4 separate regions of the Mus musculus genome follow, and regions 1, 3 and 4 are each linked to region 2. The links are chromatin contacts, called in public Hi-C and Micro-C maps. All regions are on one chromosome and are shown on one strand. The core of a region is the stretch at or near the end of the contact, and the rest is flanking DNA. Distances in the headings are between cores, read along the strand shown.

What was found. Hi-C and Micro-C count contacts between places; a contact is called where the count stands out from the background.
Region 1: a Hi-C map of peritoneal macrophages shows a contact between it and region 2, with 4 times the contacts expected there. The contact joins two enhancer-like sites. A contact is called at or near these places in 5 of 484 Hi-C or Micro-C datasets (Th1 cells, adipose-derived mesenchymal stem cells, liver and 2 more), 4 of 115 datasets of contacts at active chromatin or transcription factors (embryonic fibroblasts and embryonic stem cells) and 1 of 9 other capture datasets (bone marrow-derived macrophages).
Region 3: a Micro-C map of B cells shows a contact between it and region 2, with 1.6 times the contacts expected there. The contact joins two enhancer-like sites.
Region 4: a contact with region 2 is called in a Hi-C map of peritoneal macrophages, with 2.4 times the contacts expected there. The contact joins two enhancer-like sites. A contact is called at or near these places in 3 of 484 Hi-C or Micro-C datasets (granulosa cells, nephron progenitors and peritoneal macrophages) and 1 of 115 datasets of contacts at active chromatin or transcription factors (embryonic stem cells).

Annotation. Positions count from the first base shown.
Region 1 is chr14:62,021,816-62,029,140 of GRCm38.p6, forward strand. No RefSeq gene overlaps it. Among named protein-coding and RNA genes, the nearest start is that of Gm35307, 9.4 kb to the right of the region's middle. Within about 2 kb of position 6,061, at least 14 of the 459 cell types and tissues checked have an H3K27ac peak or open chromatin away from gene starts, as enhancers often do. A contact at or near this core is called in bone marrow-derived macrophages and peritoneal macrophages, where this site is marked.
Region 2 is chr14:61,857,469-61,864,650 of GRCm38.p6, forward strand. No RefSeq gene overlaps it. Among named protein-coding and RNA genes, the nearest start is that of Gm41171, 14 kb to the left of the region's middle. Within about 2 kb of position 4,028, at least 83 of the 459 cell types and tissues checked have an H3K27ac peak or open chromatin away from gene starts, as enhancers often do. A contact at or near this core is called in B cells, bone marrow-derived macrophages and peritoneal macrophages, where this site is marked.
Region 3 is chr14:61,994,546-62,001,433 of GRCm38.p6, forward strand. No RefSeq gene overlaps it. Among named protein-coding and RNA genes, the nearest start is that of Gm35307, 37 kb to the right of the region's middle. Within about 2 kb of position 3,931, at least 30 of the 459 cell types and tissues checked have an H3K27ac peak or open chromatin away from gene starts, as enhancers often do. A contact at or near this core is called in B cells, where this site is marked.
Region 4 is chr14:61,694,477-61,701,451 of GRCm38.p6, forward strand. No RefSeq gene overlaps it. Among named protein-coding and RNA genes, the nearest start is that of Gm35196, 7.4 kb to the left of the region's middle. Within about 2 kb of position 2,190, at least 28 of the 459 cell types and tissues checked have an H3K27ac peak or open chromatin away from gene starts, as enhancers often do. A contact at or near this core is called in peritoneal macrophages, where this site is marked.

The sequences.
Region 1 (7,325 bases), core at 4,811-7,310, 170 kb after region 2:
GTTAGATTACATTCCTAAAGCTAGCCACCAAGATCTGTTCCCTTATTTGGCTACTTCTTCCTCTAGAGGTTGACTTTTATGGTCCAGCTATCAAAGTATTGAATCATAAGCCCCTTTGGATCACCTAATTAATACGCCCAATCAAAATTAAACCCTTCATCTTAACACTGGGTTTTCTATTTTATCTTTATAAACTATCATTTGCTTCTGTCTCCTCTCTATCCAGAGGCAGTCCTCCCTGCCTCCCAACAAATACTCCTCCTCACATTCCCTTGTTTTCTTCTCCTTCATTCTTTATCTCCCATCTTTGTCTCTTATTCCCTGCACTGAGTCCCTCCTGGGCAAATAAATCTCCATTGTGCTGTGTCTTAGGGGTCCTAAGCTGATAGTTTGCCATTCAAAGTCCTGTAGCATTAAATAGCTTTCCATATTCTCTCCAGCCCAGATAGCCCCAGATAGCCCCAGTCTATGCCTTTTGAGCTTTGCTACTCAGCTACTGTAGGAAGTCTTGGTGATTATGTGACTGTTTTATTTTACTTAGTATTGTCACCAAGTTTCACCCACGCCGAAGCATGTTACAAAATTTTCCTCCTTGGCTAAATGTCACACTGTGGTTAAAAGGACTCCAAGGTTACGCCTACCTCCAAGTGTAAGTCTCTCTCTCTCTCTCTCTCTCTCTCTCTCTCTCTCTGTGTGTGTGTGTGTGTGTGTGTGTGTGTGTGTGTGTGTGTGTGTGTGTAAAATGTTGGCTTTAGGTGTCTTCCTTCACAATTTTTCAGTTTTCAGACAGGATTTCTCACTGAATCTGAAGCTCAACAATTTCTGTAGATGGGCTAGCCAATGAGTCTCATGGATCTGCCTGCCTCTGCTCTGGCCCAGTACTGTGTTTAAAGCCATATGTTGCCACACTATGGTTTTTACATGGGCATTGAGGATCCAAACACAATTCCTCATCCTTTTCTCCTTCTATAGCAGGCACATACTGAGTGAGCCTCGTTCCTGTTATGTAGCTGTTTCTTCTTAGATAAAACTTTCCATCTCGGAGGGAGGTACGCTAAGAATCAGAATGTTACAGGGGAGTGAAACAACAGGATGGTCTAAAATAGAAGTTGGTTGAGATGCAGGATGAGCTAAGGAAGGAGAGACATTCTATCCTGCAGGGACCCTCCCTATGCTCAGGAAGTAAACAACCAAGGAGTTTCACAAAGACCCTGAACTGACCAGATTCACGTCTCTCCCCTGCCCCCATTATATAAGCAGTGCAGATGGCCGGGAGACACTCTCAGACAGGCTGAGCTGCCCAGCGGAATCTCAGACCAACTAAATTTCCTATAATGGACACACTCACACCTGTTGAGCTGCCTGCTCCAGAGTGCACTCCAGGTCCACAGCTTCTGTGAGCTGTCGCCCGTGACGGGGCAGCTTGGGCATGCAGCTGTCTTTGAGTCATTTCTGTTCCTGTATGCAAACTCTCACTAACATTCCTGTGAATAATACCAGTAAAACTCAGTTTCACCCAGTGAGTAGACCTTTGTACACATCTCTCCATGAGTGTTACACAACATTCCCCGCCCCAAGTCTGTATCTTGGTACTCAACAGGATTTGTGTGCTGTTGTTATTCTATCATTTGTCTAACAGCCTCTATTGATTGTCTTGTTAGATAAGACAACTTTCTTTTATCAAAAAGCATGACACTGATGATAAATAAACCATTAGAAAGAGGGTGGCTGTGCATTCTTTTACTGTCTTGTAGGGACATGTTTTAAATAGGGACATCAGAAGATGGCCTGTTTCTAACATCTTCAGTCTTTTTGGGATAGTATTAGTTGTTGGTAAAAATTCAGTCTGTGAAACACACAGAGAATAGGCTTGTTTAGTCAGGGTTTCTATTCCTGCACAAAACATTATAACCAAGAAGCAAGTTGGGGAGGAAAGGGTTTATTCAGCTTACACTTCCACATTGCTGTTCATCACCAAAGGAAGTCAGGACTGGAACTCAAAGGTCAGGAAGCAGGAGCTGATGCAGAGGCCATAGAGGGATGTTTCTTATTGGCTGGCTTCCCTTGGCTTGCTCAGCTTGCTTTTTTATAGAAGCCAGGACTGCCAGCCCAGGGATGGCACTACCCACAATGGGCCCTCCCACCCTTGATCACTAATTGAGAGAATGCCTTACAGTTGGATCTCATGAAGGCATTTCCTCAAGAGAGGCTCCTTTCTCTGAGATAACTCCAGCTTGTGTCAAGTTGACACACAACCAGCCAGTACAAGGTTTAAACTCACTAGCACAGGAAAGGACTTCCTGAAGAACTTTCTCATAGGAAGGACTTTGTGGTAGCACAGGTCCTAAGAACAACAGCTGATAAATGAGACTCCATGAAACTGAAAGCTGTAATGTAAAGGACACCACCATTAGGGCAAAGTGGAGACTAGAGAATAGGAAAACAGTCTTCACCAGCTTCACATTTGATAGAGGGTTAGTATCTAAACTACATAAAGAACCATAAAACCCTAAACACCAAGAAGACAACCCAGTTTTAAAAACAGGGCACACACCTAAATAGAGACTTCTCAAAAGACAGAACACAAATGGCCGAGAAACACTTCCAGACATGCAGGGAAATACAAATTAAAACTTAATTTTTAATTAAAAGTTAATTTTTGATTAAAAAGGAAAGCTTTTTCTCTTACCCCAGCCAACAGCTCATGATGGTGAGGTTGTGGGGAACAAAGGAAAGCATTTCTTGCTTATAGAGTGCAAACGTGTACAGCTCCTATGGAAGTCAGTGCAGTGTGATGATGGGTCCTAAGGAAGCCGAGAATCCATCTGCCCGATGACCTAGCCCAGAGGAGTCTCCATCTCACTACAGAGACACTCACTCATCCATGTTTATGACTGCTCTGTTCATAATATTAGGAAACCAGAAACAGCTTAGCTGCTCATCAGCCAATGAGTGAGTTTACAGTGGAAGGTCATTTAGCTGTTAGGAAGAACAAAATTACGACAATTTCAGGTCAACGGTGGAGCTAAAAAACAATCACCTGGGGTGAGCCCAGTGCTTTACGAGGTCTTAATCAGAGAAGCTCCTTTCTGTAGGATCTGAAAACCAACAGAGAAGCACACAACCACATAAGGTGTGGCGTGAGAGACTTTAAAACACTCCAGTCCCAAGTGGGATGCTTTCATCAAATTCCTCCCCTGCCAGGACTCAGAGATCTATGTAGGAGGGAGCTAGAAAGATTGTAAGAGACAGAGGTAATGCACAACGCCAAGGCAACTGTGTCTTCCAGACACACAGGACCAATACACACATACTGTACTAACTCATAAAGACTGTGGCAGTGAGGAAAAAGGACCCACACAGGGCCAAGCCAGGTAGGTCCCCAGCACTGAAATGGAGGAGTGGACACAGGCTCCTACCCCTAATCAAGAGACTATCTCCTATTGACACCTGCTTGCAAAGGGAAAATGGAGTCCTTAAATGGAGTCTCACTAGATATATTAACCACACATAATAACAGGTTCCCTGCCTAGCAGTAGATGGCGGACCCCAAAGGAACTCAATTGTACTTGTATAGACATTTTGCCAAATTTTGCTTTATCTGAGCATTTTAAAAAATTGGTCTTTTGATTGTATATTTTGGTTTCATGCTTTTAAGAGGGTGTGTGTGTGTTTCTTGGTTTTGTTTATTAAATAGTTTGTTTTTAAAGAGAGAAAGAAAGGGTGTGGAGTTGGGTGGGTTGGGAAGGTGGAGTCAGAGCTGGAAGGGAAAAAACATGATCAGCATATACTATATGAAAAAAATTTTCTCAGTTGAAAGTTTAAAAAGGCAACAATAGAAAGGTGACACTTTTGTTGCCCGAATGGGATTCGCCGATGTTCTTTCTGACCTAGCAATCAGACTCCATTATGTTTGGCTCCTACATCCGTGAGATTCTTCAAATGCTCCTGGCACCATAATTTTCTCTGCTCATCCCCTCATTTGTGAACTAAGTAATGGTTGCCACACGCGTGTGCTCACAAGCCCCCGTGCTCTGACTGTAACTGGGATAACTATCTTTTGAATTGTCTCCCTGCCAGGTGAGCTGGTCCTTCCTATATCAGTGATGTTGGTGGGGAAGCCTGGGAAGAGGGAGCAAAGACTTCCCTAGACTGCAGTAGGAAGTGGCTGTTCAGGTTTGCATAGTGTGCCCCAGTGATGTACGTGTTGGGTGCTTGGTGCCCAGGGTTGTGGTACAGGGGGTTGTAGTGGTCGCTGTAAAAGATGGAGATTACATAGCAGTCCTCGAGTCATGGGAATAGGAACACTAAACTCAAAAGGGAGTTGAGTGAGCTTTTGGTGTTCTCTGGTGACAGCTTGCTTCCTGGGTAAAGATGGAACTGCCTGTCTCCTCTGAACTTTGAGTCCCCAGAGCAGTGAGCTGAACTATGTTTCTTTCCTTCATCAGTCTGCCTCAAATATGTCATTGGAGGTGATGGCCAGCGGAGTAAGATAGTAGATCTCAACAGAATCTAACTACAGAGTGGCTCTTATCACTATTACTTTTAAAGTTAATTTGTAAACCATTACCTAAGAATGTGAAGACTGAATGTCAATGAGGAATTATCCCATGGTTTGATACATGTGTGCATCACAGAAAACATGAATTTAATTTTAAAAGAAGACTAAGCTACAGCACAGCAAATGTAGCCTCTAGAGCTGTCCAGGCATTCTGCTACAACACAAGAGCAAAGGAAACCTATACGTTATTGCTTAGAGGGCTTTCAGGCTTGGAACCAGCCATGCATTGAGCAACCCAGGACACTGAGAGCTTCCCTCAGCAGTCCTAAAAAGTCTGGAGAAGCTCAAACAGGTCTGTTGTTTCAAGGAAGTATATAAAAATAAATAAACTGCAGGCTGAGTTCCCATAAATTCCACATTCTCATCCCCGCCTGCAATAAGCTTCCTTTTTACAGAGACACTTTCATTTCGTGAAAAGGGCTTACTATGATGGTTTTGGTATTTAAATGAATAATTAAGGAAGCCAACGTACAGTCTCTGTGCCTGGTTTTCTTTTCCCCATTGTTTTCTCTCTCTCTCTCTCTCTCTCTCTCCTCCTCCTCCTCCTTCTTCTTCTTCTTCTTCTGCCTTCTTCCTCTCTCTCTCTCTCTCTCTCTCTCTCTCTCTCTCTGTATACTTGGTATTAACATACACCTTTCTTTAGTCCCAGCACTCTGGAGGCAGAGGCAGGAGGATCTCTGAGTTCAAGACCAGTCTTGTTTACCTACAGAGTTCCAGGGTTACACAGAGAAACCCTCTCTTGAAAAACTACTACTACTACTACTACTACTACTACTACTACTACTACCACCAGTGTTTTGAGGGGTCTGGATTTTCAAGATGTTCCATTGTCTGGGCAGGAAGTCAATATTTTCCTATCAAGATATTCATTACTTTCTGTGTTTTTTTTTTAAATTCTAAGTCAATATCTTTTAAAGACAAGAATATCTTTAATGAAGACTAAGCTATGGCACAGATAAGAATGTCCAGGAGTCTTCATTAGTGGAGGGTTGGTGACTTGAGAAAATGTGTGTATGTGCACTTCCCACTTTGGACCTTCATGTGAGTCTTCCTCACTTTCTTGTTGAGAGCAGCCAGGCTCAGGGATGGCATACCCTTGGCTCCACATTCTACAGCCAGCATAGGGTACTACTGAGCCTTCGCCTGAGTTCACTGTCTCTGCCACGTCTCATAGTTAAGTGCCATTTAGTCAAATAGTTAAAGCCTGGGGAAGCTGAGTTTGCATCAGCAAATATTGGGCAAATGATGCCTGACTCTGTCCTTAACAGCCTGGAATGCCCACGTGCCGTAGTCTGGACATCCGAATCATTCCATCAACTGATCTGTTTGGTCAAGTATGTTTCTGACGGGGTGATAATGATGAATATCATAATATGTTTCCAATGATGGCAGCAACTCTGCTTAACAATGAGAGCAACTGGCAACACTAATGCTCTAAGTGTTGAAATATTGAGGATAAGAGAACTTCCAACGCAGCTTGTTAACCAATGCCCCAGGGGATGAATCAGCAGGATCGTGCTTCCCGTAGCTCTTTCTGGATACTTTCTGTATGTCTCCACAATCAAGCAGCGTGTGATGAGCTGTTTGGCTGAGAAACCAGAGTTAAGAGAATAAACAGGGTTGATGGAATAAACAGTCAGCCCGAGTGTGGGGAAGGGCAGCGAGAAGGCCTCAGCTGACTTGCCTCATTCTTGGCCTCCTGGGAACAGTCCCGTCTCCCCCTGCCCCCAAACCCCAAGGCCCCCATGTGAACTTGTGTGAACTATGGCTTATAGCTGACTTGTTTGGTTTCTCATTGGCTGGTGCAAGATCCTGGGCAGGCACTGACTGGATTAAGAAAGAGCTTCACAACAAGACCATATGTATGCACATGTACACACAGAGGGAGACACGTGTGTACATCTACAGGCAACTACAAGTTTGTGTGCACACTCACGTAAGAAGAGAGAGATGACTTCCTAATGGAGAGAAGTGAGATCTTTGTCTCTGATCATTATGGTTTACATCTCAAATTAAGTAACATATCTTTCCAAATGTTACTGAGTGCTCCCCATGAGAGGATTTAAAGGTGTACAATATCCATAAACTGAACAGCGATGCTATTAAATGGGTGAGTTAGGCTGAGGATGGGTAATTAGAGAAAGAACTCATGGGAGAGCTCTGCATGAAAAGAAGAAGAAATCCCCACGTTGTCAGTGGTTGGGGGAACCACTGAGAGGTGCAAACCCCAAAGGAGACAATGAGTGTGGAGCACAGCTGTTTATACTTGTCTCTGGACACATGAGGGACCTGAGCCAACTTCCTTGCTGACCACTATGGTGGAGGACGTTGTAAGCCTTAAAACCTTCATCGGTACAGCCCTGTGCTTCAGACGCTGTCCAAGAAACTGGTACAGTTTGTTATAGTCTGTGCAGCAAAACAGCTGCACTTGGGAACTCTGTGGTGATGTCACTGAACCGGGTCCTGGAGGATGGAGATCTGGTGGCCATGAATAACAGCGATGCATATGTCTTCTGGACTGGTCAGGAGCTCCGAGTGATATCCATCCTGACCTATGAGCTACCAGTGTGAACTTGTAAAGTGGGGACAGGCAGTATCACTTGACTGTCCCCACTCACCCCACATCAAGGCTCTCCTAGAAATGTAGGGATGGTGAATAGACTCTGTGGATTCAGCCCGAGAGCTCCTCTCCTGTCTGAGAGAATAAAAGCACATCTTTTGAGGTGTGGCCATGTGCAGCAGGTCACTGAATCCTCCATTTTCA
Region 2 (7,182 bases), core at 2,778-5,277:
AGCAGTGTTTCTCCTTAGGATTTGTTTCTCACTTCCAAACTGGATGCCAATACTTGGATTGAAAGCAGATGCTTTTCAGCAACTTCAGGAGACCGCCTTTACCCCATTTTCCATGTGACAACCTAAAATAATTCAGAGCCACGCAAACCTTGAAATCACCTAAGCCCTGCCCAGGGACCTTATAACTTAAAAAAAAAAAATATCCCTCAAACAGAGGAATTTTGTGGCTTTGTTTGATCTTTTATGTTGCTGTTTTCAGGATGTAACTTTTGTCTTCTCCTCTCAAGCCTGCTCTAGGCAGTCGTCCAAGAGAGGCGAGGTCTGGAGGCCTTGGCTTCTCCCAGGGTACATATCAAGGCAGAGTTGAAAATGTAGGCAACTGCTCTGGGGTATCTTTATGAACACCCATCAGATGACTTGGCTGGCGTCTTCTCTTACATCAGAACTCAGTGGTTTTAACAACGCGGTCTGATGAAAACATTTTCTTTTGCAGTTGTGTTACAGTTATTTAGCGGTGACCTTGGGAACTCTATACATGATTGATTTTTCTTTGAACTAATTTCTCCTGGTTTTATAGACATATCCTGGGTTTATTCCCAGGCATAAAACAGTCTTAAAAATGACTGTCATATGATTTCTTGGCTTACTAGAATTCTCTTTTGAGTAGTCTTACCTGGAGGTTTGTGTTAGACACAAAGTGAAATAAAAATTAATTGGACTTGAGTTACTTTCTAGTTTTAAGATGGAAAAAACAACACAGACCTGCACATTCTTATTTGAAATCTAAGAATTCAAAATCCATGCACTATTAAAGGCTAATAAAGTTCCTCTGTCATATGGCTGGACCAGAAGTGAAGGCATTTTTGATGTGGAGTACTAGGTCCCTGTTGTGGGCATGCTAACCTCTTGTCAGCTTAACAAAGAGTTTTGTGAGCCAGCAAGCAAGAATCTATAGCCTTTGGTGCCTTACAGATTTGGGGACTACTGATAAAGGTCCTGCTCATGCTTTTATTGGAAAAGCTGCATGCATGTGGTCTCTCAGGAAGGTGTTGCTTCATCATGAAGTGTGGTTTTATAACCTAGCTCAACAGTATTGCAAAGTCCTTGTATCAATTAATTAACTAATTAATTAATTTAGGCATAGGTCCATTTGCTTATACACAGTCATCCCTAAGTCTGGGTGTTTACTTTCCATCACCATTTTACTACTGGTCATTGGCTGGACTTGTTTGATAAGCGATCCCTTTATTCTGACCTGCAGACCATGCTGTCTCCAGGTGACCTGGGAACACAGCTTCTGAGTTTTCTCTCACCTGTTCTGAGACGGTTTCTCTTGTGAGGGTGTCTTCATTGACCCCCGATGCCCTCAGGCAGAGGAAAGGGAGCCTCTTGAGATATTCAGAGTGGTTTTTCATTTCCACTATGTTCTGGCTAAGGTGATGCTACACAGTTCATCTAGCTTGCCTGAGCCTGACTTCTGATAGGGATTGCAAAGAATTGCCTTTGCTGCTTCTCCCTGGGGATGGGAAGAGGATGCGAGTGGGAAGAGGTTGGTAGAAGCAAGCAGGTATGCTGGAATCTCTTCCAAAGAAAAGTCAACGGTCTAAACTCAAAGCTCTACTGGAAGAGCTATGGAAAACATTGGCTTTACACTTCATTCTGGCTCCCATAGGACACTTGGGAAGCAAAGGCGAGTGGATCTCTGGGAGTTCAAGGACAACCTGGTCTACTTAGTGAGTTCCACACTAGCCAGAGATGCCATCATTCCACTCCACATGTGAGAGACTATTGAAACTTCATCAAAGCCATGACATTGCTTAGCTACTGAGCCAGACTGGAAACCAGAATTGTTAATGGGAAAGTCAGCCCCTATTCTAATTGCAACACAGGTTTTTGTTTTTGTTTTTTTTTGTTTGTTTGTTTGTTTTTTGTTTTTGTAGTGAATATTTTGTGATGTTATTTGGTGTTTTGCAAATTAAAAACCCAATGCCTTTCATAAGAACTTAGATAGTTCATGTCCTTTGAATGTAAATTCTGAACAGTACCAATAAATGCCACATTCTGGAAGCCCAGGGGAAAAATAGTTATTATTTAATACTTTAAAAAATGCGTATTCATTTCCCTTTGTGATAGAAAGTATTCTCAACATAAGATCTTTATAAGCAAGCAAAGGATTTTACTACTAGTAAAACCTTCACCAGTCATTCTTCAGTTACAAAAGCAGGGACAGTAAAATGGCAATGTTTTTCTTTATAGTCTTCTTGACTTAGTTGTGTGCTTGCCATGAGTGAGATGCTGGACTGAGAAACACAAGCCAGACTCCCAAAGTATTCTCCTGTCCTGTTTCCACTAAGGGGTTCAGTCCATAGCAGTGAACCGGACGAAGCCCAGGTAAAACTGAAGTGGGGCAGACTGACCAATAAACCAAAAAATGGCTTCTCTCTCCCTCTCCCTCCACCCCTTTTTCTCTCACTGTGTGTGTGTGTGTGTGTGTGTGTGTGTGTGTGTGTGTGTGTGTGTGTGTGTGTGTGTGTAGAGAGAGAGAGAGAGAGAGAGAGAGAGAGAGAGAGAGAAAGAGAATGAGAATGAATCAGTGCAGGATCTGCTGGTGTGTTAGAAGCCTAGCAGTTCTGAACTTCTCCCAACCCATCACTCGCCTGCTAGGATTTCATTCTGGCTAGCCTCTCAGTGAATTCAGGCACCTCCTGGCCTCATCTAGCCAATTGTTAATTTATGCTTAAGTCTGTGACTTTATTTAGCTATGGTTTTGAGGATGTCAGCATTGATAAGATTTACTTCTGAGGCTAGCTGTGGAAGATTGTGCGATGGACTGAGAGAGCCAACAGCTTTAGTGGCAAACATTGCGTTTTCTGAGACCCTCATGACCTTAATTTATTTTTCTCTATAATTCATTTAAAAAAATGGTTGGTTGCCCTGTGTTTACTCTTCAGATCCTACTTCCTCCTTTGTCCTATGGGGTTAGCTGGATATAGTGGCTGGATATAGTGAGTGGAAATCTAGTATTCAGGAGACAGAAGCAGAGAAGTCTCAGTGCTTTAGGCCAGTTTGGGCTACATGGTGAGACCCTCTCTCAAGAAAGGAAGGAAGGAAGGAAGGAAGGAAGGAAGGAAGGAAGGAAGGAAAGAAGGAAAGAAGGAAAGAAGGAAAGAAGGAAAGAAGGAAAGAAGGAAAGAAGGAAAGAAGGAAAGAAGGAAAGAAGGAAAGAAGGAAAGAAGGAAAGAAGGAAAGAAGGAAAGAAGGAAAGAAGGAAAGAAGGAAGGAAGGGTATTTAGTTTTCGATTTTGATGTCTGAGAGGACAAAGCTTGAAGTCTGCTCTGATGGGACCTTCTGACCCCACTGCTTCACTGTGGATGATGTCATGGAAGGACCATAGAAGAAAAGCCACAACTATATGACAAAACAGGAAGTCAGAGTGAGCGGCAGATGAATCTCATAATTTATAACCTTTGATAAGAACTTGCCAGGGTGCCCTAGGAACAGCTACCTTGTGCCTAAGTATGCTCCGAAAGATCTAACGATCTCCTTTGAGGTCCCATCTCTTAAAGGTCTCATTACTCTTTAACATGGCAGTGCTGAGGACTAAGGTTTACCATGAACCCTTGGAAGATGCAATGAAGCCATGTCCAACCTAGTGTTTCTTCTCGCCTGTCACAATCCACTCCCTTCTCATAAAGGGATGCCCTCATGCCATCTCAAATAATTGAGTTTGTTCCAAAAACCAAAGAAAGGGATGGAATATGTTATCTTAGTTTGGACAATTCATTAAGAAGGCCATGAGCTTATTAGTAATGCTTGAGAAGTGTGGGATATCTACATGTGAGCTAGACAGGAACAGATGTGGAAGAGAGCTAGATGGAGAATCTGTTCATCCCACCTTTGGCCTAGTATTGATAGATTGACTTAGAATCCACAGAGAGGAGGCAGCATACACACAGCTTAGAGGGAAGTGAGGAGCCCAATCTCTTTCCCTCAGGTCTGTACAGCTACTTCCCCTGTGAAGGCCTCACTTCCTTCTCCGTCAAAAGATCTTCTAGAATCGATGATCTCTCAAGACTCTTACAGCTGCCACAGCTCTGTGTTCTAGTTTTAAGCAATGGCTTGGTGCTTTGAAATTTCGAAACAGTTTGAGAAATCTTGTGAAAATAGGAACTTGCTCTTTTCTAGGACCCGCACTTCCTGCTTTTATAACAATTGAGCTGATGGTAGCTAGAAAGGCCATCACGGTTAGCTCCCGCCTGCTGCACTGTGAAGGCTTCAGAGGAGGATCCTGCTGCACCAGGTGTTTGTTCAAGGCTCCTTGGCAGCAGGGCACAGAGTCTGCTTAAGTCTTGCCTCAGTCACCAGCATCGCCATCCGCCACTGTTTCCTGAGCCCAAAGACACTTCAAGAGCCCAAGTGCAGGCATGCTAAAAGTGATGGCCAAATGCCTCATGACTCAATACTTGAAACCTTGCTTCAAATTCACAAGCAGCTAAGGTGGTTTGGTGCTGCTGGCCCAGCTGTGTAGCTTCAATCTACTGAAATCATTGCATTTCAGCCATCTATAGAGGCAGAAAAAAATGAAGGAGGCAAGACAGAGAGATCTATACCCCCAGCTCATTCTTATCTTGGAGCATTAAAGATTGGGTCTGTATTGTACTGACCCTTTGTAACTGTATCCAAGGAATCCATGAGCAGCTTAACCCTGTCAAGGAACGGGAGCTTGAAAATGACCCCTTCAGGCAAGACTAGAATCCGACTCCTCAAACAAGCCATTAACTTTGTCTTGATTACACAGAGCATCTCAGGCTCAGAACATCTCCATCTTATCGTGGGCCGCATCATAAATAATGGGGGAAAACTGTCTGCAATGGTTTGCGTTTTCTTAGACTATTTGGAAATTTCCAGCTTTGTGTACAATACTGAAGACTTCTGACCTCGGGCATGGCAGCATGAGGAGATCTATGGTTTGTCCTCTCAGCCTGTGGGCAGTAATCCCTCTGCAGGGGCTATCACTGTCCTGAAATCTCTGAATGTTGGCTAAGTGCATGGGAAACAAATTCATGGCCAGAAAAGGACCTTAATAAAGAGAATGTATTTCTCCAGGGAACACTCTTAACTCTTTTATGTATCTGCCTGTAATCTCACAAATAAATTGATAATTCTATTTTGTCTTTGAACATTTATTATTTCTCTAGGAAATAATATGAGGGAAGGTTTATTGTATAGTCCTTTATACACTTAAACTTCAAGGTACATTTAGAGCAGTGGTTCTCTCAGCTTCCCTAATTCTGAGACCCTTTAATACAGTTCTTCATGTTATGGTGACCTCCAACCATAAAATTATTTTCGTTGCTATTTTATAACTATAATTTTCTACTGTTATGAGTTGTAATGTAAATATCTTTGTTTTCCAATGGTCTTAGGTCACCCCTGTGAAAGGGTCATTTGACGCCCAAAGGGGTCTTGCCCTACAGGTTGAGAACTGCTGGCTTAGAGATAACTGTAGGCCAGTTTTCATAAGCTGCCCAAGCTTCAGAACAAGGCTCTCCCAGTCCTCCATTCCTTCCCTACCTCTAACACTCCTCATTACACCCGAGGTCACTCTGCCCGCTTTTGCATTGTGCTTTAAACTAGACAAAGGCTTAGGTTGCAGCTTTGCGTGCTACACAGAAGGGCTTTGACCTTGGGCTTGGCAAGCATGAGGCGAGGTCTGGTTTGTCTTTGAAGGTAGCGGCAGAGGCCAGAAGAAGGTGTTGTGCCTCCTGGAATTTGAGTTACAGGTGGTTGTGAGCTACCCGAAATGGGTGTTGGGAATTGAACTTGGTTCTTAGAAAGAATGGTATGTGCTCTTAACTGCTCTAGCTCCAAACCAGTACACTTTTATCTGCCTTAACTGTGCACACTTAGTCAGAACTATCCTTTCTGCTCTGTGTGTACCCTGGAAAATTGTATTTACCTTATAAAGATTCAGTCCAAATACTACCCTTCTTCACCCCACAAAGTGTGTGTGTGTGTGTGTGTGTGTGTGTGGTTGGTGGACATTTAGCTCAGGAAACTGCTCACCAGAAGTCTGTGTGAATCGTTGAAAAGTCAGTATGTGCTGACTCATCTCTATTTTGGCCCCATAGCCCTGTGAGAGGCAATGCAATAGATATGATGTCTTTGATAGTCTTTCTTGATAGCCTAGCAGACTGTGAGATAGTGCAATTAGAGGGATTAGTAACCAGTTAAATGGTTGAAGCCAGGAATGACTGATTGATGGAGTCAGGCCTACGGAATTGCTTCCTGTGGAGAACTGCCAGGCATTTGTGCTTGGCTCTGTCTTGGAAAAAAAGAAGTATCAATAATGAGTCACTGAGAGTGAATTTAGGTCATGTGTTGACCCCCTCCCATTTAGTGATTTAAAACACAAACACTGCCTTCTTTTACACCACTTCTTCACCAAGATGCGATGGGCCACAGATGGGGCTCCTTGCTTTGTGATACTGTTGAACTCATGATCCATAACACTGTCGGCTGCCTAGGCAGTAGGAAAAGAAAGTGTGAGGAAGCTCCCTCACAGAGAGGCTCATAGCTCCCTCACAGAGAGGCTCATAGCTCGCTCACAGAGAGGCTCATAGCTTGCTCACAGGGAGGCTCATGACTCGCTCACAGAGAGGTTCGTCTGTACCAGCGCTCCATGTGAGGGCAGAAAGGCCAGCCGGGCACCTACAACCAACCCTGTTTGTGACTTCCTTCACCCTTCTCACAGCTGATAGGGACGGAAAGAAGGGCAATGTTGGGCGATGCTCATTTGGGAGGAGAGAAGATAGCAACTGTTGGGTAACCTATAAGGGTTCTGGACTTTTTCCACGTCTTGTTTGTCTGCGCCTGGATAAGTCTCTTACTTTCTCCAACAGGACTGTCACTGACAGAAAGGACCCGAGGCTGCTAAGAGGTACTGGGCAGCCAGGGCTGGCTGGTGGCTCCAAGGTTTGAGTTAGCTCTCTACACCGGAGCTGTGTAAAATGTTTTTATTGTAAAATCTTAATTGAAGACGGCACTGTTTATCAGTTTTTAAAAACACTGGCTTCTTGTAAAAGCTTAATGTAATTTATCTTGAAGTCTCTGTTGCAGTTTCCTGATGGATCTTTGCTGACCCTCAAAAACAGTATGCCAAACCTCTTACATTACCTCTG
Region 3 (6,888 bases), core at 2,681-5,180, 140 kb after region 2:
CACAGCTTTCTGACTTCTGAGAAGGGGGTGGACACCAGCTCTGTGTGGCTTCACCTGAATGATGTAAGCTAGCCTACTGGCCCTTCAGCGCCATAGCTTCCCCTCCCAGCCTAGTATAAATTTCACCTAAAGAATTTACTACTGTAGCTTGGACATGTCTCATTTTCATAGGTACATCAGAAAAGTGCTTTTGGTGAGAGGGAGGACTTCCTAGAGCACTCCACACACTCCGTTGATGAGAGCTACTCACGTGGGTCCTACAGAGGCTGGGGTCTTCTATTCCACACACAGAGCCCATTGTCATGAATATAGCCAGGTAGCAGTGACTGGCTTAATTCATACCAAGAGGAAAGGCTGGAGGCCTGTCTGCACGAAACTCACATGACTGGCAAAGACACACACAATAATAGGATAAAAATAAAATAAATAACACTCGAAACAAATGAAATCTGGATGCAAGAAGAAATAGCTACTATATCTGGCAAAGTAAGTCAAGCCAAAATTAGAAGATATAAAGTAGAATAAAACTAGTAGAGAAACAGTCCATCTAGAAGAAAACAATTGTAGATATTTATGTTCCACATGTTAGTATGCCTAACTCCATAAAGCAAACATAACTGACATACAGGGACTGGAAAGTCAAGATACAGGAACAGTGACAAGGTCTTCAATATCATTCTGTCATTGGGTAGATTATGTAGATCCAAAATAAACTTTAAAACAACAACAAAAAGTTATGGCTACTGCATCTGAATGGGGCCTCTCTGACTCTCAAAGCCCTGAAACTTGTATATATTGTCTATATACAAGTGTCTGCTAGCGTGTATATATGGGCAGCACATGTGTGCCTGGTACCTGCAGAGGCCAGAAGAGGGTGTCAGATCTGTTGCAACTGGATGGTTGTGAGCTTTCTATGTTCACTGCAGAACAGGAAGCAGGGGCCCCACCAGGAGCCAGGAGCTGTGATAGTCTTCAAAGGTCCACCTCTGCTTCTGCCAGCAAGGCTCCACCAGCCATAGCACAAACTTCACACATAAAAAGCAAAATCTGTATGATAGAAGTAAGATCTGCTGGTTTTAGTAGAATGAATGGAAGAAATAAAGGAAGGAAAAGATGAATGCCTAGGTCTCCATTTAACAAGTCATAGAAAACATTCTATAATGAAAATGGTGTGCATTCCCTCCAAAACAAAGGTGTCAGATGGACCACATGGAAAGGTGTGCTACGTTCAAGCACACCTGATGATGGAAACATCAACAGTGTACGGTTTTCAACTCTTCCTAGTTTGTGTATGTGATGCAATCCAAATAAATATCACAGTTTTGCCAACATTTTATAATCAACTACCTATGCTAACAAGTTTATTTGAAAAATGATCAAGAAAGAGTAAAGAATAAAAATATAAATTGGTTGGTTACACTGATAACAAAATATCATAAGGCCTACACCACAATCTGTAGGTAGCCCCAGCTATGTATTGCTGAATGTAGCTTGCTGGTGTACACAGGTTCTAGGTTTATCCCAACAATCACAAAGCAGAAATCAACCAACCAACAGCAACAGCATGCTTTTTCTTTGAGAAGAAATGGAGCAGTGGATCAGAATTTTAAAAGCCCAGAAACAGACTCTATCACACATGCAACTCGGTGAGAGAGGAGACAGGCTTTTGAGCTGTTGTTGGGGAAACAGGATATTCTTCTGCTAATACAAAAATGATCTTGTCCACAAACCAAAAGATGAATTTCAAGGATAGAGATTTAGATGTGAAAAGGGATTCCTGTAAGCAAAAAACTTCTTCCCAATTAGCTGGCTTTCGAACTTCTGGAAAGTGCTATGTGGGATGTGTCTGCATCTCCCTAGTATGGCTGTTAAGACAAGTGCTTAAGAATAGACTCATGTAAATCTGCACCATGAAAATACAAGGACCAGCATGAAGCAAATATTTGCAAGTACGGCTCAACAGAAGGGTATGGGTTAACAAGAAACTGTCTCACAAAACAAAGGGGAGAGCCAATTGATGAAGGCAAGACCTTGCATTTTACTGTGTGAACACACACACACACACACACACACACACACACACACACACACACACACCATTCCTCATGTTATGTGGGTTGTTATCCTCAGAAAACCTGGGCTGCAAGAGAGATAAAGCAAGAATACCTCATAGATTAAAACAAACAAACAAACAAACACAATAAATAAATAAAACAAGACAAGACAAAAGCAAATAAGCAAAGCTATCCAATCCTCATAAATGTATTTTTGATTCTCAAACAAAATAAAACTAGCAACCAAAAACACAACAAATGAGCAAACAAAAAAATCTTTCAAATAATAATAGGATACTTGATACTATTACATAATTACTATGACTATTTTGGGAGTAGAATAATGATACTATGTTTTGTTTTTAAAGTATTTTATATTTTATCTAAAAATCCACAAAAATACTTATTAGTAAATATGTTTTCTTGGCTATACTTCAAATAATTCAAGAGGAAGTGATTTTGCTATGAGATTGTCAGTGAGCTCCCTTATCAAGTGCTGATTAAGTGAGATTTTTTTTCTCTCTTCATCATTTTAACTTGAAATAGATGTGAAGTTTTGTGGTAAACAGAAAAATTAGAGGATGCTTTCTTCCTGAAACTATTGGTCAGTCTATGTACAGAATACAGTGGCTGAGGTGGGAGGGTGAAATATCCACTTCGAATGTTATTTATTTTGCGTATTTTCAGTTAGAGAAAATACAGATCTACACGTGCACAAAAGAGCTCTGAAAAGCTATTATTTTGTAAAAACTAAATTATCTATCTATCTATCTCTACATCTATATATCTATATATCTCTATATATCTCTATAAATCTATAAATCTATATATCCTATATATACCTATATATCTATATATATATCCATATCCATATCTACATCATCTATATCATCTACATCATCTACATCATCTACATCATCTACATCATCTACATCATCTACATCATCTACATCATCTACATCATCTACATCATCTACATCATCTACATCATCTACATCATCTACATCATCTACATCATCTATATCTATATCTATATCTATATCTATATCTATATCTATATCTATATCTATATCTATATCTATATCTATCTATCTATCTATATCTTTTCTCTCTCTCTCTCTCTCTCTCTCTCTCTCTAAATTAGTATAGGAAACACACATCCAGGCATAGGCTTTTCTTTCTGATACCCACTCCACCTTTCTGCCCAGGAAAGCTCTTCTTTCAGGAAGAAGACCTCAGATAGAGATGACCACAGCAGGCTGCTAAGAAGAAGACCACAGCAAACTGCCACAGAGACCACATCATTTGCATAGCACAGCCCTTGCTCCTCTGGTTTTCCACCTCTGTTTTGTGAAGAGAGTGAAAAAACCTGTGGAGTATTCAGGACTTCCTGTTATCACACTCTCTTAAGTGAGGACATTAAATTCACTTGTTGCTATTTGTCTGTTAATTCAGGCTTTTTTTAAAAGGCTTAGACCTTGACCTGCAGAGACCAAGGAAAAGCTCTCTTACCCACCAAGCACAGGAAAGCTTCAAATTGCTCTTTGGAGCTGACAATGTCCTGAAACACTATGCCAAAATCTTTCTCTCATTGAACACATCGTGTGCATTCTTAAAGTAATTTAATTCAGACTTTACTTAGCTCATTCAAATAGTATTTTATGAGAAATGTTCAATGTCCAATTTACACTCATCCACAAACAAGAACAAGCCGCAACACTAACAACAACCTCCTATATGTTAAGCAGTCTTCCATTTGAAGTATGAAGCTGTTATTTTGCCAAATAGGTAAATGTTCTGCTTGGAAGAATAGTTTCACGTATTGGTTACACACAGGAAACCACATGCAAGCTGCAACAAGCTGTCCCTACAGCTGACAGTTCCTCAGCAGGGCAGAGCTTCTGTCCTTGAAGATGGCAGGAGCTGTGTTCAGTGCTGGGTGCTCAGGCCTTAGCTTTCCTTGGTTCTCTTCTCTCTACCTGGTGTCTTTGCAAAATATGACTTCACGGAATTCCTCAAGGAACCCTTGATGGAGGAGGCAAAGGCTATCAGGTCTTTTGTTTCAAGGCTTGGAAGTCCCAGTTTGTTGACCAAAGCAGCCATGGGGCCAAGTGGAGAGAAATCACATTCTTGCATGCAGAGAGTGGAAGGCTTGTGTGTGCCTACTGAAGAAATTAGCTTTCACTTAAGTATAACAACAAACTTCTTTACACAGGCTACCCCTTGTTAGCTTGAAAGATAGATAAACAGCTAGATTCTGTGTATATGTGTGCATGGCCATCCACAGGGCTGCATACCGCAACCTAATCTAGTGTTATCTTCTCTCTGCTACAGTTAACATGCAATGTGTCCCCAGACTCCATGTGCTAAGGGCTTAGCCCCAAGCTTGATCCCTGGATAATAGATGGGTAGGTCCTGGGAAGAGATTTTAAGCCATTGGAGGTATTCCTTTGAGGGAAATAGTGGGATTCTAATCTCTTTATCATTTTGAGATCTAGGCTCATGATGATTTTAATGAAAATGGCCCCCATGGACTCATATGTTTTAATGCTTGGTACCCAGTTGGTAGAACTGTTTGGGAAGGATTAGAATGTGTAGTCTTAGAGGAGGTGTGTCACTGGGGGTGGGCTTTGAGGTTTCTAAAGCCCATGCCATTCCATTCCTACTTAGCTCGCTCTCTCTCGCGCTCTCTCTCTCTCTCTGCATGTCTGACTACATGTCTGTCTACATGTCTCAGGGGCATGTCTCTCTGCCATGACAGTCAGGGACTCATCCTCTGAATCCATATGACCAATAAACTCTTCTCTTTGTTACCTTGGTCACAGTGTTTTTTTTACACCCTTTGCCCATTTGGAGAGATCTATCCATATACTTCTTTAGCAGATGTCTTTCCAATCACATTTTTCCCAGGTCCCTGGCCAGCTAAGCCAATACACTGCCAGCAGCCCATGAATCAGTGAACAGTCATGCATTTGGCCATTTCTCATTCCAAACAAAATGTATGACCACGGGCACTGCCTACTGTGGAGATTTCCCTTTGCCAATATCTTTTAGGGTTGTCCTGGAAAGATGGTGTAATGATGCAGCTGTCCACTTCTGCGTGGTATCTGAGTCTGAAAAACTGTCAGTAAACCAGACCCTGGTTTTTGCTTCCTCAGTCAACTGATCATAGGGCACATCCAATGAGGTTATAGGTATATGCATGGGAGCAGAAGGCTGTGCCTCAGGAGTAGAAACCATAGGCATTTTGGGAAAATTCTTTATGCAACTTTCTTCATGCAACTTTCTTGTTCCCTCAGGACCAAATATATACATATACATATACATATACATATACATATACATATACATATACATATACATATACATATACATATACATATACATCTTACATTTGATAATTGATTGCTGCTGTGCACGTCCAACTTCATAGATCAGTAGGTCAGATAACACCAGGTTCATGATGGGCAGCTTGGGTTGCATGGTAACTTGGTGGCACATTGTAAAATGTTCATTTCCCACTAAGGCCCAATAGCAGGCCAAACTATTCTCAAAGACAGAATAGTTATCTACAGATGATGGTAGTGCCTTTTCCCCCCAAATCCCAAAGGCTTCCTCTGTCATTCAACTCTAGGGGCTTGCCAAAGGCTTCAGACTGCATCTCTAACTGCCAGTGACACCTTAAGTACCACCAGGTCTTCAGAATCATATGGCCCAAGTGGTAGAGCAGCCTGCAGAGTGGTCAGGACCTGTTGAAGAGCCTTCTCTTGTTCCAGGCCCCACTCAAAGCTAGAAGCTTTCTGAACCACTTGGTACATGGGCTTGAGTAACACACCCAAGTGAGGAATATGCTGTCTCCAGAATCCAAAAAGGCCCACTAAGCAGTCTGCTTCTTTCTTGGTGGTGGGAGGGGCCAGGTGTAATCATTTATTCTTCATGTTTAAAGGAATATATCTTCATGCCCCACACTATTGGACTCCTAAAAATGTCACTGAGGCCCTAGAATTTTGGTTGGATTTACTTTTCATCCTCTGATGTACTATACATTACCAACGAAGTTGTTGCTGCCTCCTGCTCATTTGGTCCAGTCAGCCTAATGTTATCAGTATAGTGGACCAGTGTGACATTTTTTTGGAAGAGACAATCAAGATCCCTTCAAACTAAGTTATGGCATAGGGCTGGAGAGCTCATGTATCTTTGAGGTAAAACTGTACTTTGTCAGCTGAAAGCAAATTGCTTCTGGATGATCCCTATGGACAGGTACCCAGAAAAAGGCATTTGATAGATCAGTAGCTGCATACCATGTACCAGATGTGTTCATTTCCTCATGTGAGGACATCATATTTGGTATGGCAACTGCAATAGTAGTCACTACTTAATTAAATTGTCAATAGTCAACTGTCATTTTCCTTGATCCATCTGTCTTCTGCACTGGCCAGATAGGAGAACTAATAAGAGATGTGGTGGGAACCAGTACCTCTGCATCTTTCAGGTCCTTGATGGTGGTGCTACTTTCTGGGACTCCTCCAGGGATTCCAAATTGTTTTTGGTTCACTATTTTCCCTGGCAGAGGCAACTCCAAAGCCATCCATTTAGCCTTTCCAACCATAATAGCCCTCACTTCACAGGTCAGGGGATCAATATGAAAATTCTGCCCACTTCTAAGTATATCTACCCAAATTGTACGTTCTGGTATTGGGAAGATAACCACAGAAAGAGTTCAAGGACCTACTGTAAATCAGATTCCAGCCCAAACTCCATCAGTCACCTGACCTTTATAAGCTTACCCCTGACTGTGACCTGCTGCCTCACTACAGGGCCAGCAGCAGCAGGA
Region 4 (6,975 bases), core at 940-3,439, 160 kb before region 2:
TATATATATATGTATATATATATGTATGTATATATGTATATAAATATGTATATATGAACGTATATTTGTATATATATACACCACACTTCCATACTTGGTCTAATAAAATTCTTATTAAACATTTGGGCTACTTTCCAGCCTTTTTCTATCATAGGTAACGCTGCACTGAGTACCTGTGTGTGTCTTTGTCTGAGTACTATGGCAGGCATACTTCTTCAGACCTTTAATTCAAGGGGTCAAATTGTCTTCACGAATGGCTGCACCAAGGTAGACTGTACAACGTACGTTGAATCTCCTTCCTCGCACCTAAGCTGGCTTCCATGTGGTTGCTTCTATCGCTGCCCCGCTACCCCGTGCCCAGGCTTTGGGAACAGAGCTGAGGCTTAAAAGGCCCAGTGTAACTTTTCCAGAATTTACAGTTGAAAGTCCATCTCAGTATCTTGTTTTCCTTACAGAGCAGTGAAGTCTGGGGAGGGCTGATTGGCCTGTCTCCTGTTGTAATGCTGGCAGAGAGCTTCTGGAAAGCCTTCCTGAGCCCAGGGACTCAGCCTCTACTCCAATGGGAAGCTACCCCAGCTCACCACCAGTGTCACTGTGACCTCTACTGCCTCTGAGCAGCTAGCTGCCTCTGGCTGTCAGTTTGCTCTGGGGGCCTTTCTAGATGTGAGGTTTATTCTTGTGCAGGATGAAGGTATTCACTTTGCTGTCCCAGTGATGTGAGTCATGTGAGGATGAGGACCCAGAAGGGCGGGCGGCGAAGAGCTCCTGCCTAAGTCCCACAGCTGTGATCCCAGCATTTGTAACTGAAAACAGCATTTCTCCATGTTCTTCTCAGTTTCATCAGGATGACAGGAACCGAGCACGCAAGTGAGAAGTGGGGAATTTTGGGAATCTTTAGTAAGAACCTCACACGTTACTGGTTTCATCAGGTATAGACACAGAGGCACACGTACACACTCGCCCCATTTAAAGAAAGAGTGCTGACTTTTCTTTCTTTGCTTACAAAACTGAAAACCTGGCACAGTCTTTAACTTGTAGCTTGGCAGTATTGCAAATTATAGGCAAGAAAAGCCAAATTGGGTGAAAATTAAAGGCCCCTCCCCACCCACCCCCAGTTGCAGGGAAAATTGTGCCATTTGTACACATTTCTGTTGTTTCTGAGTGATTTCTAACTGCATTCACCGGGACGGTCAGCGTCGGTTAGAGCTTCCTGGAGAAGGCGGGTGGTGGCCAGGGCCAGCTTGGGGCTCTTTGGTCATTGTTGCTAGACTGTCGATATTAATGAACACTGATTTAATTGTTTTGAAATATTGATTGGAGAAATAGGCAATGTGGTTTTATCTGGGCTTCTTGTGTCCACTTAATCACGGATACATAAATAGACTCACCGCTTGGGAGGTCAATACCAGACATGTTTACAAATCTGGGTTTTGTTTTGTTTTGTTTTGTTTTTTCCCTGTGGGTTCCTGGAACATTCCTGGTGCTTGGGGTGGAGTGTGAACTCGATGACTGAGGGCTCATGCAGTAATGAAAAATTGTTTTCCTTTTCTAGTTATTTATTTTTAGTTGACATAGGGTCTCATGTAGTTCTGGCCAGCACCAGCTTGCTGGGTAGCTAAGGAGAACCCTGAATTCCTGGTCTTCCTGCCTCTCAGGTACTGGGATTACAAGCACATCCCACCACACTTGTCCTTGCAAAGCAACAGAGCAACCATTTGAGAATGTATCAATACTCTTATTTCCAGAATCATTTGTTTTTTGACTATATATTTTACTTATTTCTATAATGGGGATACATTTTCACCTTGTGCTTTTCCCGGTTGGCAGGTTTTAGGCTTGTCGTCTGCTTCCATTGGTTGGCTTTTAAGAACTCAGGGGAGGCCCTGATTACCAGTGTGGCGATGGAGCTGGGGGAGGTGGATGGCGCTGTTTGGTTTTGAGGAGCAAAGCAGCGTCTGTGTGGGACAAGTGTCTTATTGTGTAGCCTCATTCTTACAAATTAAACACATGACTAAAGAATAGCCATTAGTGTCTCTTTTTAAAAACAATTAAGCAACACTATTTACTCAATACTTGAATTAAGCAAAACCGTCCTTTTCTTTCTCCTTTTCAGAGTCTCAGAACTCACTGGACTTCCTCCTTCTTCCTTTTCTTTTTTTTTTTTGTCTTCCTCATCATGATGGGCCTTAAGTTGGGGAAAATGTGAGGGTGGTGGCAGCTCAATAGGTCAATCATGTCTGGGACTGTCACAGCTCAGCTGTTCCTCTGCCTCTTTTTTTTAATTTCTGTTTTACTTATTATAGTTATGGTAAGCAAAACAGATGTGGCTTTAAATGTTCAGCACGAGACTGTTTTTCACTAATGAAACTGTGTTTTTACATGTGATTTGCCAGTTTATTACCGGCTAAAGTACGAGTTAGGTTGATTGGTGAGTACTTGAAAGAGAACTGAATCTAGTTGATTTGTTTAGCAGGCATTTTATGATGCTGTTGGCCGCTATGAATGTAGATGGGTTATAAATAACAATGGTTGGGGCTGGAGAGATGGCTCGGCAGTTAAGAGTGTGAACTTCTCCAGCAGAGGACTAGAGCTCTGTCCCCAGCGCTAGCAACTCCAGCTCAGGGGACCCAAAGCCTCTGGCTTCTGAGGTCAGGCACCTCACTCACCCCACCCACATGCGGACATGCTCACACGCACGCACGCGCGCACACACACACACACACACACACACACTAATTAAAGAATAATAAAAGTAAAAATTAAAAAGAAATCACAGTTGCTGTTATGCAGCTCTGGGAGGGGAGAGAATGCAGACTTGTGCAGGCATGCAAATCTAGTGGTGTAAGCTGTGTCCTCTGTTGAAATGAAATCGGTTGTCAGTTTGAGTGTGTTACACAACATGCTGAATCCTGGCTTGCTGAACTGGCTCGTTTATTGTTTGACGCTCACTTGACTGTGATTTACAGCTCATTTTCCTCTCTAGTTATTTACTCTTTGCTTGCTAAATAAATGAAGTTATATGTTGTGTTTTCTGCCTCCTCCCATTTCAAACTTAGGAATACTGTGAAATGAAACCATGACACTTGACTGTAAAATATACATTTGGGACCTATTATTTGGGCTCTCTGCTTGGTATCTCTTTCTCAGTCTTGGGTTATTTTTGCACTATTAGAGATGGAACCCAGGGCTTCATGCATGTTAAGTAAATGCTCTACCACTCTGTCAGTCTCGGCATCTCCTGCTGGTCCAGACAAAATTAACGTATATTTGTGCCTGATCAAATCAAGTTGGATGAAGTTTCATTTTCTGAAGTGTCATCTTGCCTGACGTGGATGAACACTCAGCGGGCTGGTGCTCTGCATTGGTCCGTGACCACTCACGACTCACCCAGGAGGTGATACCCTGTGAAGAGAAGCTTCAAGTCAGAGGCTGCACTGATACAGGTCCCTGAGCTTTGGTGAGATCCAGAATGTCATTTGGCTTCGAGACACGCAGAGTCCAATCAAGGCTTTCATCAGCAAGGATGGAAATATCTGACCCCCTGTCACAGCGGACTGCGTGAAAGGATAAGGACTGTGGGGTTTTGTTTTTTGTTTCCTTTCATTGTCTTGGGGGGAGTGAATGGGCATGGTTGGTGAGAAAAGGCATTGTGAAGACAGATTCAGGGGAAGTCTGAACCTACTTTATATCTGTGATAGAAATGGATCTTATGCCACCAAGAAAGCCATGTAGTCCCCTCCTCCTCTCCATTGACCTTTGACCTTTGGGTTTGGGGAAAGGGAGGAGGAAGAATCAGAACTGATGTCTATCTCACCCATCTGGATTTTAATTAATTAGAGTATACTTGGAAGGGTGGCTCTGCCTGTAGCCATTTTTGCAAAAAACAAAACAAAACAAACAAACAAACAAAAAAAACCCGATGAGTTAGTTTCTTAATAAATAGCTATTCTTCATCCTGCTCTGCATCCAGGAGGGGATATGAGAAGTAATTAGCTCTGAAGGCATAGTCGAAGTATAAAACTTGCATACAAGCCAGGAACTTTATTTGCATATCAAATAAATGGCAGGGTTATGCTCATGTCTCAGAGTCTCTCGTTATCCTAATCAGTAAAGAAAACGAAACCAGATGTTTTCATTTAAGTTTTGAATTGTGTTACTATTGAAATTAAAAAAAAAAATCAAGCTGAAGTATCTGTCTAAACGCAATGATTATTCCTCCAGATAGGATTTTCTGAAAGGCTTGTGGCGTTCTGAGAGCAGAATCTGACTTCGTGCTGGATTTTACAGTTTGCTGTGAGCCGTGCACACATTTCATCTGTGTGTTCCTTGCCTGCCTGCCGGTTTCCTCAAGTACTGTTTTTGTTGTGGCTTCAGTGATTCTTGCTCAAAACACAGCAGCACTGAGTCATGGAAAACACTAGATAGGGCAGTTAGAAGACTCAGTTCTCATCTGTGATCATCCACTAGCGTTTTGGGAAATGTGGCCCTTCCTCTTGTCAGATGCTCCGAGTCTTTAGGAGACCACGAGGGTCAAGCAGGACTTGATGTGAGTGCCTCTCTAGAAACTGGATATCTTAAGCCTCAGGGCAACATTGCCTTGCAGTTAAAAGTGACTGCCAGTCTGGGAATGAGGCTTGTCTAGCACAAGTGAGGCCCCGTGTTCAATCCCTAGCACTGAAAAATAAAGAGGGAAGGAAGGAAAAAGTGGATGCCTGTGATAGTATGCTAAGTGCTAATTGGATTTGAAAAACAAATCCCTTGACTTAACCAAGAGCACAATTTTTAAAAATCTGTGTGTCTTAAGGATAGCATTTCATGTCTTCTTGTCTGGTTATAAGGACATGTAAAATACATGTAAAAGGACATTATAAAATACATGTTCATTCCAAAATTTTTACAAAATTCAGGGGGGAAAAAAGACTTCAATTTGACTTTAGAACAAACCACTAACACTTTGATTGATACATTTCAATTCTCTGTGTTTCTCTTTTATTTTATATCTGTGGTTTTTATGTTTTAGGTGCCTGGATTATAGTGCTTCTATTAACTACTTTGATTGATTTATTTCACTTTAGAAAACATGCATTACTTCCTATATTTTTACTCTGAAACAGTTTGGAAAGCTGACAGTGCATCTAATCTTTAGTTTCTGTGAGTTATCAGCTGAACTGTCCTGCCCTTTTCTTGGAAAACAAAGCTTACTAATAGGTGGTGTTTTGAGACAGACATGTAGAGCTCCACCGTGTGTATGTGTGTGTGTGTGTGTGTGTGTGTGTATTTCAGTCTACGATGAAAGTATGCAGCAGTAATTAGTTATAAAAGAGCAGCAATGGGTGCTGGGCAGGAGCGACCTGCAACCAGGATGGCGTGTGTTTGGCTCCTGGCCCTGTACTTCTTAATTGCTGTCCAGAATTACCCTCCGCAGGCAATGCGGGTCCCAACAGCATATGAATTGTAAATATCAGAATAAAGGAACAGCTCGGTGTAAGGTTCCAACACTTCATGGCTGTTTCCAATCACAATTCAGTCAGACAGGGAAAAAAAGACCAATCCCTGTTCAATTTATGCTGAGTAGACAGGCCTTTTATTCCTGTCATCTGAATTTCCCCAGCTGTAAGAAGATGTTGGTGCCAGTACGGTAAGATTCCGACTATGTGCACTTTTGGCTTCTCTTCGTTCAGTGAATTGGACATGACTTTGTGTTGCTTTAGTTTACAGTTGGAGGAGCTGGAGGAGCCAGGCTGGGGGCAAGTCCAGGGGACCCACCCTCCATCTGACACTCCTGGGTCCTATATTGCAAGGCAAAGGCGCCATGGGGCTCTTCCTTTTGGTGCCACAGTGGGAGGCAAGGCCTCTCTGCGCTGTCATTGCTGCCTGAACTGTCTCTCCATTCATGGAAGTTGGACAGAGACAAAAGCAAGATTTTGATTTTGACAGTATCTCTCTCCTGACCCATCTGGATTCTTGACTTTCGTTATGTTAGCCATACCTTCAGTCTTTTATTTTACAGATGGCAACAATTTGTTCTTGACAACGGATTCAAAATACCTCTTCAATCAGTGGCTAAGGCCAGTATCTGAGCAATACGATGATAAATTAAAGACATGTTCCAACTACACTCAACTCACAAATGTATGCAGGGACATGCATGCGTCTGTCACCACAGCACTCTTCTTGGTCCTTAAGAATAGAATTTGACCTGCAGTTGAGATACATAAAAGTAAAGTATGTGTTTGAAGAAGGCATGCTTTAAGGAAGGAAAGCCACGGGGCAAGAGTGTATCTGGGAAACAAGGTCTTGAAAAACACTTCTTTTTATTGTTTGTTTGTTTATTTATATCTGTGCATCATTTCTATGTAGGATGCCCTTGGAGGCCAAAAGAGGGCTTCAGCTCCCTTAGAACTGAAGTTACAGATGGTTGTGAACCATCTGTGTGGGTGCTCAGAAATCAAACCCAGGCCCTCTGCAAGAGCAGCCAGTGCTTTCAACTTCTGAGCTACCTCTCTAGTCCCTATCATAAGATTTCTAGGTAATATGTTTTGAAGAAAAAAAAAAAACCCACACAGACACTTTCAGAGAAAACTGCTGTGTGGTACACATGCCTATTTCTTTAAGGCATGGGAACCCAGCTGTTCTTAAATACCTTGGCATCGGAGGTCTTTCCATTGCCTGGGATTTAAATAGAAACTGCCAGTTTGTGTGAGACCCTCTTCAGGATAAGGAATAACTACTACGTGCAGTGCTTGATGAACGATTGGGAAGTGCGTTGGAAGTGCGTCTGTAGTATTTGCATCTGTCACCGGTTAGCTGATGAATGACTAGAGATGTGTGTCCTTCCAAGTCAGCCAGCGTGACCCGCTGTTTCATCACGGCTGGCTGATGGGTGCCTTGGACAGCTTGCCTTCCAAATGTCAGACAAGACAGACTTTCACAAAATGTACAGTTGAGTGTGATGTCATCCAATGGCGGTCCAGA